Linked DNA regions of Mus musculus: region 2 is linked to region 1. A link is a contact called in public Hi-C data. All regions are on one chromosome and are shown on one strand. The core of a region is the stretch at or near the end of the contact, and the rest is flanking DNA. Distances in the headings are between cores, read along the strand shown. Region 1 overlaps Car10 (carbonic anhydrase 10). Region 2 overlaps Car10 (carbonic anhydrase 10).

Evidence for each region. Hi-C and Micro-C count contacts between places; a contact is called where the count stands out from the background.
Region 2: a contact with region 1 is called in a Hi-C map of cerebellum, with 2.0 times the contacts expected there. The contact joins two enhancer-like sites. A contact is called at or near these places in 2 of 484 Hi-C or Micro-C datasets (cerebellum and nephron progenitors) and 1 of 115 datasets of contacts at active chromatin or transcription factors (heart atrium).

What each region holds. Positions count from the first base shown.
Region 1 is chr11:93,152,875-93,159,235 of GRCm38.p6, forward strand. The region is part of intron 2 of Car10 (carbonic anhydrase 10); the gene reads left to right. Among named protein-coding and RNA genes, the nearest start is that of Car10, 58 kb to the left of the region's middle. Within about 2 kb of position 2,242, at least 2 of the 459 cell types and tissues checked have an H3K27ac peak or open chromatin away from gene starts, as enhancers often do. A contact at or near this core is called in cerebellum, where this site is marked.
Region 2 is chr11:93,390,107-93,396,467 of GRCm38.p6, forward strand. All of the region lies in intron 4 of Car10 (carbonic anhydrase 10), which reads left to right. It overlaps Gm35002 (a long non-coding RNA gene), which reads left to right. Exons shown (of 2, transcript XR_388957.4): 2 at 1-6,361. Among named protein-coding and RNA genes, the nearest start is that of Gm24856, 20 kb to the right of the region's middle. Within about 2 kb of position 3,440, at least 3 of the 459 cell types and tissues checked have an H3K27ac peak or open chromatin away from gene starts, as enhancers often do. A contact at or near this core is called in cerebellum, where this site is marked.

The sequences.
Region 1 (6,361 bases), core at 992-3,491:
GAGTACAAGATGAAGGCTGACCCTTTTTAAGTAATGGGAATGGTAGCAGAGGGGCGGGGTGGGATGGGATATGGTTCAAAAATTTTAAGTGACTTCTTAAAATTGTATGATGTTTATAAGTTGCTTGACCATTTTCATGTAGAGTTTTGCTATTTTTTTTTCTTTAGTAATTCTCAACTAGTGAATTGCACCAGTTGTGGGCTTGTCTGTTTTTTCTTGGGAATTGGTAATGCCTTTTTCATTGGATACACAAATAAACTTGAGGCAGATGGGAATTCCTTGACTCCTCATGGCCAGAACACTTTTTCTGCATCTGAACTCTGTCTCTTTGTTTTGTTCTTTTTATGTAGGGATAGTGTGGCTGCAGATATGAAATCTTAGTCCTAAGGCTTTGAATGTGAGTCTCAGTCTCTCAGCTTTTAATGGCCTCTGCTTCTGCAATTATAACCCCTTTATTCCCAAACATAAGGATGTTTACTGCTCTACTAGTTCATCCCTATTAGCATTTGAAAGTGCTTGTAGACCTTCCATGAAAAGCACTGGTCTCTTTACTCTGTTCATGAAACATCTTCATCAGCCTGTCCATTTTGGCTCTTTTCTCACAGGCATTGTTCGCTCAACCCATCTAATGAGGCTTGCCTCACCATCATATCGATAGGGCCACTATCATTAACCACTTGTATTAACATGTGGGTATTGCCCTTGCTCTTCTGTACATTCACTTAGAGTAGTGCTCTGTGTCCCTGCAAGTATTCAAATTTCTTATTAAAGGGCTACAGGGTACATTGTAAGGCCTGTATCTCCTTGGTGGCATGACTGTGTCATTTAGGACTCCAGTGAGGATCAAATCAATGAAGAAATAGAGGGACAAAGTAACCATAAAGAAGAAAGGTTAGCTGTGATGCCATCCTATAATGCATAACCAGGAAACATCAACAATGTACATTTGGGTTCAACTGAAAGAGGAAACTTCTGGAAACCAGAAGTAGATGTAATTGATTGAGTATTGCTGGGAAGGGTCCAATTCTCTGGGACCAGAATTGATCAAATTAATAAACAATTTAGTGGATGTCAATAAGGCTGATTGAAAATGAAGAATTTCAAACAGCCATAAATACATGAGCAATTTATTCACTCTTACTGGGGTTTGGCAGAGATTAAAACTGCAGTGGTATAGCATTTCAAACCATCCTATCAGCACACATTTTGAAATCTGATTGCATCAAAGGATGTGGCCAAAAGATTTGGTGATTTAAACTGTTGTAACTACCTTAGAAATATCTAGTTCATTGCAGGATAGGCATACCCTGTAATTCAACAATTCATTTTCTCATTCTCTATCCTAAGTTTCTTCTATATGAGATAGCTTAGTGTATAAACAATGAGGTCTACACAGAGGTACACAATGTAGCACAACAAAGAGTAGCTGAAAATATAGACTCTAACTCTGAGTATGTGAAATGGACAAATCAGTGGTCATATACCCAGTGGATTCCATACAACAGTTGAAATGTATGAACTGAACTGGTAAGTGAGAAAAGCAAGTTACCAAGAGAGCTAGGATGTGTATTATGTAACTTCAATAGAACTCCAAAATCAGTCTATGATGTTGTAAGTAGGGGGAGAAAGCACAAATACACGTGATTGGGCTGAAATTTGGAAATGCAGTACATAGAAATGGTGGAGAAGCAAACTATAGATCATACCTTCAAAAATGTGTTTAAAGATGGAGCTACTACCATATTTAGCAAATGACAACTTCTCTTCCATACAGGTGGTGGTGACATTGGTGTCTATTTTCCCATTGCCTGAATTATTGGTGTCTTATGTAATAATTATGTTTTTTTTTTTTAATTGAAAGATGACTGGGAAGAGAGATCAGTGGTTTAGTACTTGTGTCCAAGTATAAGGCCCTAGGTTAGGCCTCCAGCTTTGAAATAAATGAAAATAAGGAAATCAATTTCTATGATAGTTGATGAGGTGAGGGATAGAAGATTATATCCTCTGAGCCAGTTCCCATCTGTTTCATCTGGGATCAAACACAGAGGAGTAACCTGGAACTCTTGATCTCTAAGGATGGATACAAGAAGGCAGACCCAAAGACCTGAGCTCCCTGGTTATTGTATGAGCAAGACACATCCACAGATTCTCGTTAGCTCACCTTCATGACAACAGAAGGTTGGGTTCGTTAGTGGGATCACCTACCAAGCTCCAGAAAGGAAAAGTAGGTCAGAGGAAGAGTGGCAGATGGAGGGTAGTGAGCTCCTGAAGCTGTGCTGGAGACTCAGGTGAGCTCCTCTCCCATGTTCTAGCTCAGAATATGTCCATGTGCACTATCTCATGAGATAATCACGACACCCATGACATCAGCAAGGGTGTCCTGGACTTCAGAAGTGATGGGGTGAAAATTTAACAAATTAAGGGATTTGGGACATGAAGGTAATAAAAGACCCTGCTCTCTCTCCCTCTTCCTTTTCCTCTCTCTCTCTCTCTCTCTCTCTCTCTCTCTCTCTCTCTCTCTCTCTCTCTCTCTCTCTATCTCTAGACTAGAAACTGTAATCCTCCTGCCTCAACCTCATGATTACTGGGTGTGATAGCTGGTTTTATGTCAACTTGACACAAGCTAGAGTTATTTTAAAGGAAAGAATCTCAATTGAGAAAATGCCTCCATAAGATCTGGCTGTAAGTAATTTTCTTAATTAACAGTCAATGGGGGAGGACCCAGCCCATTGTGGGTGGGGCCATCCCTGGATTGGTGGTTCTGGGTCCTATAAGAATGCAGGCTAAGCAAGTCATTATAAGTAAGCCAGTAAACAGCACTTCTCCACGGCCTCTGCATTGGCTCCTGTGTCCACGTTCCTGTCCTGCTTGAGTTTCTGACCTGACTTCCTCCAATAAGGACTAGTGATGTGGAGATGTAAGCCAAATAAACCCTTTCCTCTTCAATTTGCTTTTTGCTCATGGTCCCTCACCATAGCAATAGTGACCCTAACTAAGACACCGGGACTATCTATTGGACATGCCTGATCCTAGTATTCTGATTGTATCTGAACACCAGGTTTACCTTTATTATGACACCTTTTAGCTAATATCTTTAGTATTTTGCTCTTTTGCTGCAGTGTTTGTATGGTACCTGTACATATATCCAACATGGTTGTGAAATGATAACACAGATGGTTATCAGAATGGAGATAGGGTAGTGGTATAAGAGCATAAAGAAGGAAATATACCAAGCCCCAGGCCAGAAAGAGAGTAGTATTGAATTAACTCACACTACAATGAGATAGAGGATATACAGGTTAACTGTCTGGTCAAACTGAGTTTATCAGAGTCTCCAATGAGGGAAAGCAACATCTTCTTGGACCTTAATTATAAAAAGGGAGAGATCATATTAACTTGTATACACCAAATGGGAATAGTTACAATTATGGTTTTTTTCCCCACTGTTCTATACTCAATGAACAACCTTTTCTCTGATATACACACCATAATTATGCTGGTTGTTTTTTCTGAATATAACACACACACACATGATGGAGCTCCTACTATATTTAGCAAAATGTAAAATGTCAACTTCTCTCTTGTCTTCCAAATAGGGGGTAGTGACATTCATGCCTCTTTTCCCATTGCCTGAATATATGTTGGTAGAGTGCACAAAACTCTGGGGTCAGTCCCAAACATTTCATAATTTAGACCCATAATTATGGCCCCTGTAATCCCAGCATTTAGGAGTAGGAGAATCAGAAGTTCAGGTCATACTTGGTTACACAGTGATTTCTAGGAAAGCCTCAACTACATGATAACCTGTTTCAAACAAACAAAAACCAGCCCCTTCACAAGGTGTTCTTTTTCTTACTCAACAATCTCTGAGACTCACCGATGTTATAAGAGGTCCTAATTATTCCTTGTTTTTAATTGATACATACCAGAGGTGTTTATATAGGTTTATGTTTCTTATGGATATAAACCGAGACTTGAGTCTTTGTTTCATCTTCTCTACTTGCCAGAAAAATAAGCCCAATGAAGTAATTTTGAAATCCAGTTTTCTCTCGTATGGGATGAAATACTCCTAATGAACTTGCAGGGGGTAGGGATTAAAGGAGGCACACATATGTTAGTCAGGGTCTTCTTGTGGAGCAAAACTGAAAGGATTAATATATATATATACATATAGGAAAATAATTTATTAAATCAGATTATGTTAAAATGATAACAATTATCTCCTACTTGAGAGGTTGAGAGTTCAACAGGAGGCTGGCTGCTTCAGCAGTCCTAATTTGGTGTAACAAACCTAGAGATTCCCCAGAGAGCTGCTGTTCCTTAGTCACTGATGGAATGCTAGAAAAGCTGGCTCTGGTATGAGTGAAGGAATGGGCTACAACAACTGGATATCAACTAGATGGGGCAAGAGAAGCAAACAAGAGGCAAATAAGCTTCCTCCTGTTTCATATGGGCTGCTACCAAAAGGAGCCTCCCACACCCCCACTCCACAGGAGTGGGTCTTCCGACATCTGTTAAGATGATCAGGACAACTCTTCAGGTGAGGCTCTCTACTCAGGTGAATCTAATTTGTGGCAAGTTGAAAGTAGAACCAAGCTTGCAGGTAAAGCTTGGAGTGCACCGGGTTCTGTAGAAAGGTAGTTATCTCTTTCTTCCCCACTGTCAATAGACATCTGCAACCATTAGGAGGAAGCATCAACTGTACTCAAATATTAATAAATTAAGGATTGTCTAACATGTGCTGTTAGTGAGGTTCAGAGAAGACCCAAAGCTCTCCATCACTTAGTTAATCATCAAGGAACAGGGAAGAAGGAAGTGACAGTAGGAAAGTGAGTTATAATCAAAACACTGATTACTCGGTATTCACAGATGAGTAAAGGATCAACTGACAGGTGAAGTCTTCCACAAAGAATAATATATGGATCCAGACCATAGCAATAAAGGAGTGTTCCCTTGGGCTGATGATGGTTGCAGACAGGAAGTAAATAACATTTGTTGGGGAGAAGCTATCTCAGATGATATCAATTGACAGAAACAGTAAACAAATGGTGTGGGCAGGAGCCACTTTATTCTCGTTGGCTGGAGTAAAAGATTTTTTTCAAAGTGAAGATTTGGAGAGATTGTTGCGAGTAGGTTAACGTACTGATTCAATGGCATATCTTTAGTACCTATTGCTGTAAACACAACTGTCTGCTGCTTTCTTTATTCTCTGTAGTACGGGGCTCACTCACTTCATAACCCAGGTTGGTCTGGAACTCAGAGGTGTGTAGCTACTCTGAACTGAAACATACTGCCATTTCACCTCAGCCTCCTCAGTGCTGGTATGACAAGCAGCCACGTGTAATTTGGTTCTTCTTTTCTCTGCTATGTTCTCTCATTTGAGGGATGCACATGTGTGATCAGAACACATAGGTGACACATAATTGCCTTTAGGACTTTTTTAGGTTTTAATTTTATTTCTAAGTACATTGAATTGCATTAAATGTCATAAAGGAAAGGAACTTGAATGTAAAATATTACACAAGCTAGGAAAGAAACCAAACAATTGAAGAAAAATGTGAGGCCAACTGAGAGGCATCATTACCACGCTGCTCAGCTCTCAGAGAGAAGGTAGAGGAAGGATTAAGATGGTGGGCATTGGTTTGTGTGCAGTGGGAAACCCACAGAAGCAAAGGTCATAAGGTTATGATGTTTGGAGAATTTAAATATCTATTATAATTTTTAAGTGGGCAGGATCCCATGTAACCCATTTGGTTTCAAGCTCACTATGTAGCCAAGGATGGTCTTGATATTCTGCTTCTCCTACCTTTATCTCCTCAGTGGCAGGGTTTCAGGTTTGTGCTACCATGCCTATATTGTATAGTGTTAGGAATTAAACCTAAGTTTTTATTTATGCTAGAGGAGCAGTCAACCAACTGAGATACATGCCCAGTCTTCTGGAACAAAGTATTCAGGACCGTTTGCATGAGCCCTTACAAGGTATTGGCTCCTCCAAGGAGTCTTTTTATCTTTTTTGTGCTTCAAGGACACCCATTTCAAAATAATATATATTAGCTCTAGATTCCCTATAATTCAACTTAAAATATATTTCTTATTCACATCTATTGTGGTTTGAATGAAAATGGCCTCCATAGACTCATAGGGAGTGGCACTATTAGGAGTTGTGGCCTTTTCAGAGGAAGTCAAACCAGTCTTTCAGGTTTCAGATGGTCAAACTAGGACATATGTTATGTCACGCTTCCTCTTGGCTGCCTGTTGATCCAGATTTAGAACTCTCAGCTACTTCTCCAGCATCATGTCTGCCTGCGTATTGCCATCTTTCCCTCCATAACCATAATGGACTAAACCTCTGAACTGTAAG
Region 2 (6,361 bases), core at 2,190-4,689, 240 kb after region 1:
TCTGTTTCTACAAAAGATGTTGAAAAGAGTTGCAAAAATAATAAAAAACTGACCTCACTCTGTCCTTTGCTTTAGAAGGAACTTCTGCCTGTGCTTTTCTGTGATTTTGATAACTGCCCAAGTTTTCTTCAGGATATATCAAACCACTCCCTGATCTGATTTTCCATGAGTCTTTGTACAGTGCATTCTGATATTCACCCACAGGAGAATATTTGAATGTTTGTCTTTCTATATACATGCATGAGATCTGCACTAGAACACTGTCAGGGCACCATGCTGTAGAATGTCTACCAGAGAGGAAGGGGTAACCCTCGTGCATGCTAATAAAGCAACACAGCCAGCATGATGGATGTGTATGAGAGCCATTAAATGAGAAAGGGGGGGGGGGATGACGGTGGATCACCAGTATCAGTACATGTATGTAGATAGAGTTGCACAGAATGAAAAATTGACACGACATGTCGACTGTAGAGTTGATGCAGGGCCATGAGGTTCTGAAGACAAGAGAAAGTGAGGGGAGGGAGAGGGGGTACTTCCTCAGGATGGGCAAAGGAGACTGTGTTGTACAGGACTAATGAAAGTGAAGTCATTTCTGTCTAGCCCTCTTCCTATCATGTACCTTCCCAGAATGTTAATCCAGTTCCTGACCAATCCACGCAGCTGTGTGGGCCTTTCTAAAGTATACCCAATTCCTTCACTTCCTGTTGGTTTAATGCATATATGTGCTTGCATGTCTGTGTGTGTATATGTATGTGTATGTATTCAGTGTGTGTGTGCATGCATGCATTTGTAAACAACACGAAGAATGAATGGAGGTGGAAGAGGCTGACATCAAGTGTCTTTCTCAATAGACCTCTGCCTTATCTTTGACACTGCTTTTCACTGGAGCTCATCAACTCTGCTTTGCTATCCAGCCAATGAGTTTAAAAGCTGTCTGTCTCCACACTCCCAGGGTGGAAATTACAGATGAATGCTAGCTTCTTCATAGGTGCCAAGGATCTGAGCTCAGGTCCTCATGTATGTGTGGAAAACATTTTTACCAACTGAGATGTCTCCCCTTTCTGACCATAAACTGCAGTCTGCTTTCCCAAGCTCTGCCCTGTTCTGCCCTGTCGCTGATTTCGCTTTAGTGTTGATCTCTTTGCTTTAAGGTATCTGGAATCATAACCAGACATTTTGGGGCTGTAATTCTGGTGTTTTAGTTCCATACTCGAGCCATCTGGACCCGTGTTTCATGAAGTCAGTTCTCTGCTGGTGATGCCTTTATGCTGCAGTTCCCATTTGTACTCTCTCCTGCACATACATAATCCATGGGACTCTAAGAGCCAATCTGTTATAAACTGAAATTGTCATCCTTTCTATCCTCAAGCATAAACCTACTCTACAAATTTGCAAACAGTCTCTGTTTTGTTCTGTTCTGGTGTGTGTGTGTGTGTGTGTGTGTGTGTGTGTGTGTGTGTGTCTGTGTGTGTCTGTGTGTGTCTGTGTGTGTGTGTGTCTGTGTGTGTGTGTCTGTGTGTGTGTGTCTGTGTGTGTCTGCGTGTGTTGTGCATGTGTGTGCTATATGCATGTGTGTGCTATACGCATGTGTGTGCTATATGCATATGTATGTTTTCTATGTGTTTGTACATATATATATGGATATGCATTACATGAGTACACATCAGAGGAAGTCAGAGGCCCACCTCAGGCTTCTATGCTTTGCTACCTAATTTTTTGAGACAAGTTCGCTCACTGACTCCAGCATCCTTGTGTCTCTGCTTGTCCACACTGGAACTGTAGGCAAATGCCATTGTGCCCAGCCTCTTATAATGCTAGGGATCCAAACTCAAGTCCTCATGATTGTACCACATGTGCTCTACTTACAGTGATGCCTGTCTAGTTCAGGAGCCCTCTTCCTCTTTTTTTCTGCCACATACTAGCTCTGTCTTATTATAGCTGCAATAAATTACTTATAGATGTCATAACTATGTATCATATATGTGGATAGATTAGATAGATAGATAGAGAGAGAGAGAGAGAGAGAGAGAGAGAGATAGATAGATGAGTAGATAGATGAGTAGATAGGTGGATAGATAGACAGACAGATGAGTAGATAGGTGAATAGATAAATAGATAGATACATAGATACATAATGAGGATAATTAGACTCAGCGTTAAAGTACATTACAAGGTTCACCTTTTTGCCTTCAGACATATGATAAATATGTATCAAGTTTTGTAAACTGGAAATCAGCTCACCAGTTTTAGAATAAACATAAATGCTATAAATCCAGCCTGACCCTTTCTGGCTATGTGGTACTGAACTAAAGAGAGAGAGAGAGAGAGAGAGAGAGAGAGAGAGAGAGAGAGAGAGAGGGAGAGAGAGTCAATACTTCAAGGCTCTATAAACTAAAGAGATAGTCAATAACTTAGGACTCTGTATCAGGTGTTCTAAAGTAGATTCAGGTGTATGCCCTATCCCAAGTAAAATTCTGAGACTTAAAACGACATTTTTTTAGGTTCAAATTGTTACAGTATGGACCCAAGATTTCAACCCAATTCTGCAGGCCCCTGTATATTCTGCTACCTTTTCTCCTTTTTTAATCCATAAAAGGAGTCAGGTTGATCTCTTATGGGATAACTGTAATGAAGACACAATGCACTCCACCCTGTTCCACACTGAGTAGCTTCATGCAAGCACTGGGAACACATTGCTTATTGAGGAGTGAGCTGTTTGGTGCTAATTCCTGAAGTTGGTTTTCATATGATTTCTCTGACAGATCTTTGATTTGTATTTGAAGTTTTCTGACTTTCTATTGCATTTCTCTTTCCCATTTAGACCTCTTATTTACTTATTTTAGATAACTGATCATAGGCCAACCTCTTCCCAGTGAGCTCTAAGGAGCACAGTGTCCTAGACCCCAGTGTCCTGCCATTCTTTCATATGTATAGTCATTGGCTAGTGCTGTGACCAGCAGACCTTGGCTTCATACTCTTCATACTTGATGAGCAAATCAGTGATACATTTCTGCTTACCTCTTCTTCCAGGTAGGATCATTTGAGCCTTAATGGTCTGTATATGGCAGGAGAGCAGTGAACATGTTCAAGCATGTTCTTTTCTTAACGATAAGTATGAACATCTCCAAAGACCCAACTTGATGCATTTATATCTCCTCCAACAAAAGTTTCTGTGCTGTTGTACACTGAAAACTACAAGTGTTGTCTCTAATGTTGGTTAAACATGTGATCATATGCACTGTCTGTTTCACAAAGCAACCATACTGGGTTCTTCCAAGCCATGGACTTTTGACCAAGTTTACAATACAGACATGAACACCCTCATGTGAAGCAGGGTTCAAATGCAGTCAGAAAGTAGGTGGTTACTTCCATAGAGGCCATGCCATTATGTCACCTGAGCACACCTTGCCTGGCAGGGTGGTACTATAGACCACAGGGTTTACAGTCTGTGAGGCTCATGGTGCCTTTTCTCCCTCCACAGCCTGGACTGCACCATCTGGCACTATGAAAGCTGGCCAGCAGGGAAGGAACTTCTGGCTGTGTTCCATCTTGATTTCTCTATCTCCTGCAACCAAAGTGCCTTTGGCAGTGGGGTCTTATCATCTACTCCTGATGTTGGTTGGCATAAAAATTTTGGAAAGAAAAAATAAGAATGAGAATAAAATTGTATTATTAAGAAACCTGTAAAGGTCACATTGGACAGATGGAAAGGAATGCTCCATTTTTTTTGCTGGGCAAAGTGGTAAGAAGAAGGATAGGAGCCATTATAAATAGAACCTTAAGGCTAATGCATGGGATTTATTTGTGATTTTCAGCTTTCTTTTTCCTGCCTGAAAAAGTACAGACTACATAGAGGTATTAGCTATGTGGAAAGGAGGGCACTTACTCTCCTACTTTGTTGAATTTCTACGGAAGTTTTAATAATGAATCAAGTTATCTTTGAAAATAATTAATAGTCTTTAAAGAAAGCAAGAAGCCAAACTCTTCCATGTTCATCTCTGCGCATCAGTTCAGCAGTCCCATCCCTTATGGCACAGATGACACACAAGCCACCTCAGATATTTATCTCTCAGAATTGCGAAGCCATAACAGGTCTACAACCCACATTTAGCCCCAAGGGGAGCTTAGATGCAAATGGAGGTTAATTCACACAGTGCTGGTTCCATCTGGGTCTTTCCCACAATAAAATAAATCATCTAATACAGCAAGAATATATACTCAAAAAACTAGAGTTGAGACCCAGGCAAGATAATCCAGGGGGAAAATGCTCTAAATATGGAATCTAGAGCTGGGGGCCTTCATTTTAAGATGCCATTAGCTATTTCCTTTGACTTGGAGAGAAGACAGGCATCTCTCTGGAGCATAGTTTGGTTTTTTTTTTAATCTATTAATATATATTTCCAAGAGAAGTAGATTAATGGATGAATATAAAGTTATGATCTTAACACTGAAACACCTACTCCATAAGAGTTTTTAAACAAGGCAATTAATTATGCATTGGAAAGATAAAATGCTTCAAGACACTTGGCCTCCTATTTTTAAACCAAGGGTGATAAATACTACTGGTTTCAAAGTCTAGAAGCCTATAACATCTTTCATCATCCAAATTTGCCCTTGACCAGAAGAGAAGGATTGTTAACTTGAAAAGCGGGTGCTATATTGAATTTTATTAAATGACTACCTAGTTAGAAACTCCAGGGATCTGGCTTCCTATGGGGAAAAAATGAAAAATAAAATTTAGAAGTTAAATAATAAAAATTTCACAATAACACTGAATTAGTGGCAGGTCATCACAGTAAGACTTTGTACAGATATAATACATGAAGCATATAAAATTTCTCACATGTTCACATTTGATCATGCACACATAAAAGACACTATTGAGAAAATAATGGTGCTAACTCACTTTCAGACCAACGTTGGAAAAGACCAATGGTTTGGAATAAATTTGGGTTCACTTTCTGACTGCTTTCAGCCTTGTGGCTTTAGACAAATGATTCTACCACTCCAAATCACAGTCGCCAGGCCTTAACAAATGGATACAGCCTTTCATATCCAGCATCATGAGGTGATCCTGAGAATGAAATGTCAGAGCTGAAGAATCAGTGCAAATGATCACATATTTGCCTTGCAAGCTAAAGAGCTGATTTTTGTCACTAGAGCCCACATTTTAAAAACCTGAGGCACAGCCCCATGCTTTTACCTTTCCAAAGCTAGAGCGGTGGAGACAAATGGGACTTGTTAGCCATCCAGCTTCATCTATTTGGTGACTTAAAGGTCACTGTCTCCAAAATAAGGTAGGTAGTACCTGAGGAATTGCCTTAGGGTTTTAGTACTGTGAAGAAACACAAATGACCAAGGCAATTCTTAGAATGGCAAACATTTAACTGGGACTGGCTTACCGTTTCAGAGGTTCTATCCATTACCAGCATGGCAAGAAGCATGTAGGAAGACATGGTACTGGAAGAGCATACAGTTCTACATCTTGATCTGAAGAAGGCTAGGAGGAGGCTCTCTTTCTACGATGTGTGGAGCTTGAACATAGAGACCTTAAAGCCTGCTACACACTGACACACTTTCTCCAACAAGGCCACACCTTCTCCAATAATGCCACACCTCCCAATAGTGCCACTTCCCATGGGCCATTGGCCTCTGTATGTAGTCTTACATACAAAACACATGCAAAAGTGAAATCCAGTGTTAATCCTCACCGCATCACCAGTAAGAACAGAAAGGTCCTACTTTTAAATTCCATGGTATCCCAATCATAAAAGAAGAGGCTCGTGTTTTCTGGAAATACAACTGACAAAAGAAAAACAAAAAGAGAAAAAGCCCAACCAAAGATATGATAATCCTTCTGATATTTTCTGGAATCATGGAATTGATTGGTTTTACTATTATTGTCCAAAATCGTATGTGTGTGAGTTAGTCTGTGTGTGCTGTGCATGCATGCATGTGTGTATGATCTCTGATTACTATGCAGATACAATTTTTCTGGCATTATAAATATTCACACAATATTTCACATTCTACTCTGACCCACTCCAGCCTTATACCTTCATACATGCTTCCTTCCTCCATTACCCCTTTATGCCCCACAGTGGTATACTACCTTAGTAAGAGCCCACAGTGGAAATAAGTTGTTTAGACAGTATGTATTACAACAGAGAGCCAGGTTTTTTCTCTCCCAGATACTCAAGGATATCAATCTTTTGATGGTATTTCCTGTACCATACCAATTCCTATTAGTTACTGAGTTTTTGCTGCAGACTGTGCTGTCAGTAGTAGATGTGCTATGTGCACATGTGTGTGTGTGTGCGCATGTGTTTGTGCATGTGCACATGTGTGTTTGTGCATGCAT